Regions from separate parts of the Larimichthys crocea genome. Here region 2 is linked to region 1. Evidence: chromatin contacts called from public Hi-C data. All regions are on one chromosome and are shown on one strand. The core of a region is the stretch at or near the end of the contact, and the rest is flanking DNA. Distances in the headings are between cores, read along the strand shown.

Evidence for each region. A called contact is a pair of places that touch in the nucleus more often than the background predicts.
Region 2: a contact with region 1 is called in a Hi-C map of muscle, with 5 times the contacts expected there. The contact joins the promoter of LOC104934909 here to the promoter of LOC104931507 in region 1. A contact is called at or near these places in 6 of 7 Hi-C or Micro-C datasets (all in muscle).

The regions. Positions count from the first base shown.
Region 1 is chrX:235,369-238,889 of L_crocea_2.0, forward strand. It overlaps LOC104931507 (NACHT, LRR and PYD domains-containing protein 3), which reads left to right and starts at 1,509. Exons shown (of 7, transcript XM_010746524.3): 1 at 1,509-1,607; 2 at 1,706-1,982; 3 at 2,414-3,521. The coding sequence starts at 1,715.
Region 2 is chrX:520,906-524,426 of L_crocea_2.0, forward strand. It overlaps LOC104934909 (E3 ubiquitin-protein ligase TRIM39), which reads left to right and starts at 1,491. Exons shown (of 2, transcript XM_010750672.3): 1 at 1,491-1,593; 2 at 1,682-3,521. The coding sequence starts at 1,691. The coding sequence ends at 3,310.

The DNA.
Region 1 (3,521 bases), core at 259-2,758:
TTTGTTACATACATTTAAGACATTTTTATTTGATTTTTGTCAAGACAAACCTGCTGGGATGTCGTTCTTTGGAGTAACTTGAGTAAGTAATTTTTCTGAATCTCTTAACTTAACTGTGTCCTAATTTACAAACACCATTATGTTTTTTATGCACTTTTTTTTTTGTTGCATATTTATGCATGTTAGTCTGTGAACCGATCAGTGTTTGTCGATGTTAAATCATGTAATAGCTACAAATAATCCTGGTTGCTGGCTGGCTGTTACAGTAGATCGAATTAGGGATCCGAGCTTAGTGGAAAGCAGTTTATTTTCCATGGTGAGCTCATGTTACACTGCTATGCACCAACTAAAACAAAAAAACACGCCTTTAATACCTCAACAGAAAAGTAATAATGACTTTTAAACTGATAACAAAGAAACAACGTTTCACACCATGTTAATAGCTGACTGTCTAACACACTTTTACCCATTTATTATTGTACATAAATAATATAGAACTTACCTTTAAGTAGCTTTAAAGTTATCAAGTAGCTCTATGATGTTTACAGTGAATGACATATTCAAACCTAACACTTTCCATCATCTGGAAATATTCTCTAATGTCTTCTGCATCATTTTACACCCAAAGTTAAGCCGAAATATTTAGAATATTTAGTATCTTGAATAAGATGTCTAACACGAGCAAGAATGTTTTTGGTTTGCTGCAATAATGTGAAACACGTCATATAAATTTATCATAAACTCTTTGCTGATAATGAGATGGTTCTGATGCAGACATTGGACTTCTATTTATTAATTATTAATTGGCATGAACTACATTCAAATAGCCAGTCGTCTAGCTGATGGACTTGTTTGTTTATGTAGGCGATTATAGAGGCATAAGTCTGTTTCATAATCAAACTTCTAGTAGTATTATGTTTCACATTTTTAATGCCAATGATTTCCGTTTTTCATTACTAATATTTGACCTGGATCAAACTGGGATGAGGTTACGCGTTTTTTAAACCACAGAGAAAACAAATGAGTAAAAAAGGAAACCGAAAGTAGATGACTGATAACACACCCCTCCTTCCACCATGCCTTCCACAGTATTCCCCCGTTTTCCCGTAAACCATAATAGTCTTATCAAAACACGTCATTGTTATCATAACTCCATCCTGGATAATGACAGGACTCACGAACAGTGAATAAGCCAATGATTAACTTTTATACAAAAGCTTTACCGTAATATGTTTTATTACACAATGACTCTAATTTTAAATGCTCACAGGTCAGAAGATGATGACTCTTTTACAGTATATGATAAGTGGTGAGTGATGATGATGACTTTTGTTGGTCATTTTACACATTTAACTCCTCCTCTGTACTTTACAGTGGAAACCACACATGTAGATACCGCCCGTTCATCTTCTCTGCGCTTCAGACAAGGCGGTTGCAACTAAAAATATAAAGTTTGGTTGATTTTTGTTGGTATTTTCCCCAAAAGGTGCAAACTGGAGTTCCTGTTGTGAAGAACCTGGAATAAGAAATGATTGTGGACATTTGAGACCAGCACACTTAAATCCACCTAGTGATTTACCAACACCCATAGAGCTCACACCACACAGGTAAATACTGGTGACATATCAGGGGGAATTTGTTTGAATGCAAGAAGTAATTAGTGACCTTGCATGAACAACAGTGGTACACTGGTCTGGTCTTACAGGGAGCAGAGATGGTGAGGGTTGAAGAGCTGCTTGCTGACACTCTGGAAAATTTGGGACGTGAAGAGCTAAAAAAATTCAAGTGGAAACTGCAGGTCGGAGATGGCTTTACCCCAATCAGAAAGTACCGGCTAGATGGGGCGGACTATCTGGAGACAGTAAATGTAATGGTGCAGACACACAACCAGCAGGCTGTGGAGGTGGCCCAGAAGATTTTAAGCAAGATGGGGAGGTTAGATCTGGTGGAGAAATTGTCAAAAAGATGCTCAGAACCACAAGGTAAGCCATGAACTGTGAAAGGCAGCATGGTGCCCTTCGTTTTTTTGTTTTGGAAGTCTCATGTATGTGGTTACAAACCAGCGAATGTCCTATGAGGAGCAGCTGGCAGCTACAAGCTATAAATGTGGTTGACTGTTTCCTTGAAAACAACAATGGTGACTATCAAAGGTCTTCATTGAAAGAAGAGCCAAAATGGCACTGACTGCTTGCATTGATGCAAAACATGTATTTGTTCTTCTCCTTACTGTTTGACTATGTTATGTAGTTTGTTGATCTGATAGATGATGACAGAAAGTTGGGTCATCCAACAATGACTTCCTAGATGGTCGTCTGTAGTCGTCAGATTAACAAACATTGGGTTGGGGTTCAAATTTTTAGTAAACTGCTTTAGTACACTGACTTTGCTATGGATGCCATTTTCGTCCTCACAGGTGACGAGACTCCAGCGCCAGAGCCTCCAGAACAGATCATACTGTACCAACGCAATCTCCAGTCGAACCTCCAGAACAGGTTTAGATGTGCTCAAGAGGGCATGACGGAGAGGAAGGATGAGCAGTGCCTGAGTGACATCTTCACGGAGCTGTTCATCACAGCCGGGGGGGAAACACACATCTATGAGCAACATGAGGTCGTGCAGATTGGGATGATAAAGGGAAGGGTAGCAGAGACGGAGAGGCCAATTCAACCGAGTGACATATTCAAAAGCCCTACTGGAAAACAGAAAGCCGTAAGAATAGTGCTGACGACTGGAGTTGCAGGAATTGGCAAAACAATCCTTGTAAATAAGTTTGTGCTGGACTGGGCTGAGCAGAGAACGAATCAAGATGTGCACCTGATATTCCCCTTCACTTTCCGTGAACTGAATTTGCTAAAGGCAGAAAAGTTTCGTTTGACAGAGCTGATCCACACATGTATCTGGGAAACCAAAGACATGCCGGATAAGGAGCTTCAAGACATTTTCATCAAACTTCAGGCATCAGGAAACCGTGATTTTGACAAGAGTGAATTTAAACTTCTGTTTGTGTTGGACGGACTGGATGAAAGTCGTCTTCAGCTGCACTTAACTCCGAGTGAAAAGCCGCCAGCTGCCTTCGACGTGACAAAGTCAACCACGGTGGATGTGCTGCTGACTGCCCTCATCAACGGGACGCTGCTTCCCTCTGCTCGCGTCTGGATAACCACGCGGCCTGCAGCAGCCAACCAGATCCCGCGAGACTTTGTCAACAGCATAACAGAAGTGAGAGGGTTCACTGATTCGCAGAGGGTGGAGTACTTCCGGAAGAGATTCCCGGATGACAATGAAGCCAGCAGAATTATCCCCCACATCAAGGCATCGCGAAGCCTCTTCATCATGTGCCACATCCCAGTTTTCTGCTGGATCACTGCTACAGTTCTGGAGAACGTTTTAAAGAACAGAAGACAGGCAGAGCTGCCCAAAACCCTGACGGAGATGTACACCGAATTCCTGCTGTTTCACATCGCCCAGACAGAAGAGAAATGTGGCATAAAAAAGAGCATTGAATACATCCAGTCGTTAGC
Region 2 (3,521 bases), core at 241-2,740, 290 kb after region 1:
TCTCTCTCTCATCAGCGCGTAGCGGTTTGTGATTTTCTATTCTCTCTCTCTCATCAGCGCGTAGCGGTTCGATAACCGGTAACCTAAAGTACAAGAGCTCATCCATTTAAAACACATTACACACACACACACACACACACACACTACATTACAGGGGTCATTAAGAATATATTAGAGGTGTCAGTGTCATTATAAATTCACAACATATAAGAGAAGCTATTAGGAAATGTGGGTCAACACACACACACACACACACACATAGTGAGGTTATTAATGTCATTCATGAATGAGACCGACAATCCAAAATGACGACAGCGAGGTGTGTGTGTGTGTGTGTGTGTGTGTGTGTGTGTGTGTGTGTGTGATGGATGGACTCAGGTGTGTGTGAAGCCCTGCATGCTCACTCTGTAATGGAAAAAGTTAAAACCACAAATCTAAATTAGATTGATGAAAATTTATTTAAGGAAAGTTTTTTCCCGAGCAGGGCGTGAACGTGTCGTCACGCTCATGGAACAGTTCACACAAAAGAAGAAATGTCAAAGCTCGGAAACATCAGAGGATCGCCGACGTCATGGCGGTGAAATACATCCAAAAGTTCTGAGACAGACTGAGTCACCTTCTGTACAACAAAGGTAAAAAAACAATAAAGGACATATCGGTGCAGCAATAAGTAACGTGGCAGCTGTTGGGTCATCATCTCTGAGAGGAGCCAGCATGTCCAAACAATCAAATTATTTTATCCCCATTCAGATTAGCAGAGAAAGGGGCACAAGCCAGTGTCTTATTGTAAATACAGAGGGTTGTGTCAGGAAGGGCCAAATCAAACATGCGAATCGAGTCTATGACTTCCATACCGGATCGATCGAGGCCCGGGTTAACAACGACCGCCATCGGTGGAAACTGGACTACTGTTGGTTCGAAGGAGGAGAGGAGGAAGGCGTGTTCGTAGGATGGATGCAGTGAAAGACGACATGAAGGTAGACAGGGTGAGATGGAGGCAACTGATTCGCTGTAGCGACCCCTGATGGGAAAAGCCCAAAGGAGAAGAAGATTCAGATGAGCAGAAACCACAAGTTAGCAGAAGAAGTCTCCAGTGACGATGGGCTCGCTTTCCACACCCACAGACCCTCCACTCTGCTGGAGCGATTCACTCTGTGGATATGTGCAAAGTTTCTGCTTTGCTTTGAGTGGTCACACCACGAAACTACCCAAACCAACATGTGTACGTTTTATTTTAAAAAGCTCCAACAGAACAAACGCTGCATTGTGATGAAGTCACACAGCGTGGCAACATCTGCACTCCAACAACACGTGGTGACGACGATGCACCATGTGATCAGAGCTGATCTAGTTTTCTATCAATACAAAGCGACATAACTCTTCAAGAGTCAAAAATAAATTAAAGCTTTACTTTGGACCTGAGCCAGAAGATGAAGTAATGTGACAAACTTCCCAGAAGTTTCAGCCAAACTGGTTTACCTGCAGAAAGAGGCGCAGCCACACCTGAGACTGAGTCAGAGAAGCGAAGGACGGCAAACAGAGCTGCAGTCCTGCACAGAACAGAACCGACCAGGAAGACTTCACCCAGCACCGGTGAGTACAGTTGGTTATTAATTGGTTGAGACAGTCGTAATAGATTATTGTGTAATGACAGTGTTTTAATGTGTTTTAATGTCTTCAGAGTGTCGACATGTCGGCTGCTGGCTGTCTGCTGACTGAGGATCAGCTTCTATGTGGCATCTGCCTGGACGTGTTCACCGTTCCGGTCACGTTACCGTGTGGACACAACTTCTGCAAACACTGCATCACGCAGCACTGGGGCACCAAGGTCCAGTGTCAGTGCCCCTCGTGCAAAGAGGAGTTCAATAAAAAACCTGATCTGCGGGTCAACACCGTCATATCTGAGATGGCTGCGCAGTTCAAACAGTCGGCCGGACGAAGCGGCTCACAAGATGCTAAACCGGGACAAGTTCCCTGCGACTTCTGCACCGAGACCAAAATGAAAGCCGTCAGGTCCTGCCTGGTGTGTTTGGCGTCGTACTGCGAGACTCACCTGGAGCCACATCTGACGGCGTCGCGCCTGAAAAGACATCAGCTGACTGATCCCGTGGAGAACCTGGAGGGCAGGATGTGCCCGATACACGACAAACCGATGGAGCTCTTCTGTAAGACGGATCAGACCTGTGTGTGCATGCTATGCCCCGTTCTAGACCACAAGTCGCATCAAATCATCCCGCTGAAAGAACAGTTTGAGAGAAAGAAGACCGAGCTGGGCAAGAAGGAGATTCAAATCCACCAGATGATCCATGAGAGGCGAATGAAGATCCGGGATATCAAACACACTGTGAAACTCAGCAAGGACGCTGCAGACCAAGAGAGGGAGGTCGGTGTTCTGGTCTTCAACACTCTGATAAAGTACCTGGAAACAGTCCAAGCCGAGCTCGTTGAGGTGATTGAAAAGAAGCATAAAACGACAGAAAAACAGGCCGAAGGGATCATCCACGACCTGGAGCAGGAGATCTCTGAGCTGATGAAGAGGCGCGGTGAGGTGGAACAGCTCTCAGTATCCAATGACCACCTTTATTTCCTCCAAAGCTTTGGGTCCTTGGATTCTTCTGCACTCAAAGATTGGAGGGAGGCAAACGTGACTCTTCAGTCGTTTGAGGGAATTGTGAAGGAAGCTCTGGACCAGCTGGAGGAGATGCTCGGCTTAGAGATGAAGAAGCTGCTCCACGAGGCTGAGCTAAACAGGTTCAAGCAGTTCGCGGTGGACGTGACTCTGGATCCGGACACGGCACACGCTGCTCTCATCGTGTCCGACGATGGCAAACAAGTCCATCACGGCATCGTGAAGAAGAGGAATCCCCCAGACGATCCTAAGAGATTCAATCCTAGCTGTTACGTTTTAGGAAAACAAGGTTTCTCTTCTGGAAGGTTTTACTTCGAGGCTCAAGTTAAAGAGAAGACTAGATGGATTTTAGGAGTCACCCAAGAGTCGATCAAGAGGAAGGGAATCATCCCAGTGTGCCCAGAAAACGGACACTGGACTGTGTGGTCAAAGAACAGAGGTGAATACGCAGCTCTCGTTGGCTTTCCTCTGCCTCTGTCTCTGAATTCAAAGCCAGAAAAGGTGGGAGTGTTTGTGGATTATGACAAGGGACTCGTCTCCTTTTTCGACGTGGATGCTGCCGCTCTGATCTACTCCTTCACCGGCTGCTCGTTCACTGGGAAACTCTACCCGTTCGTCAGTCCTGGGCTTAGTGACGACGGCATAAATTCTGCCCCTGTGATCATTTCTACCACCAAGTGACTAAAAAGAAGAAGCTGAATGCTCTTTGTAAATACATTGCTTTATTTAGTCTGGTTAAATTTGACTTCATTTGTTTGAAGATCACAGTTTGTAGAAGTAACCGTGACTCTTTGACCCAATGCATTCTGGAGCAGTTCATTTGTGTTGTGATCCAACCTCGACCTGACGCAAACCACAAAGCCTGCTCGGACTGACCTCGATGCAGAAAAAG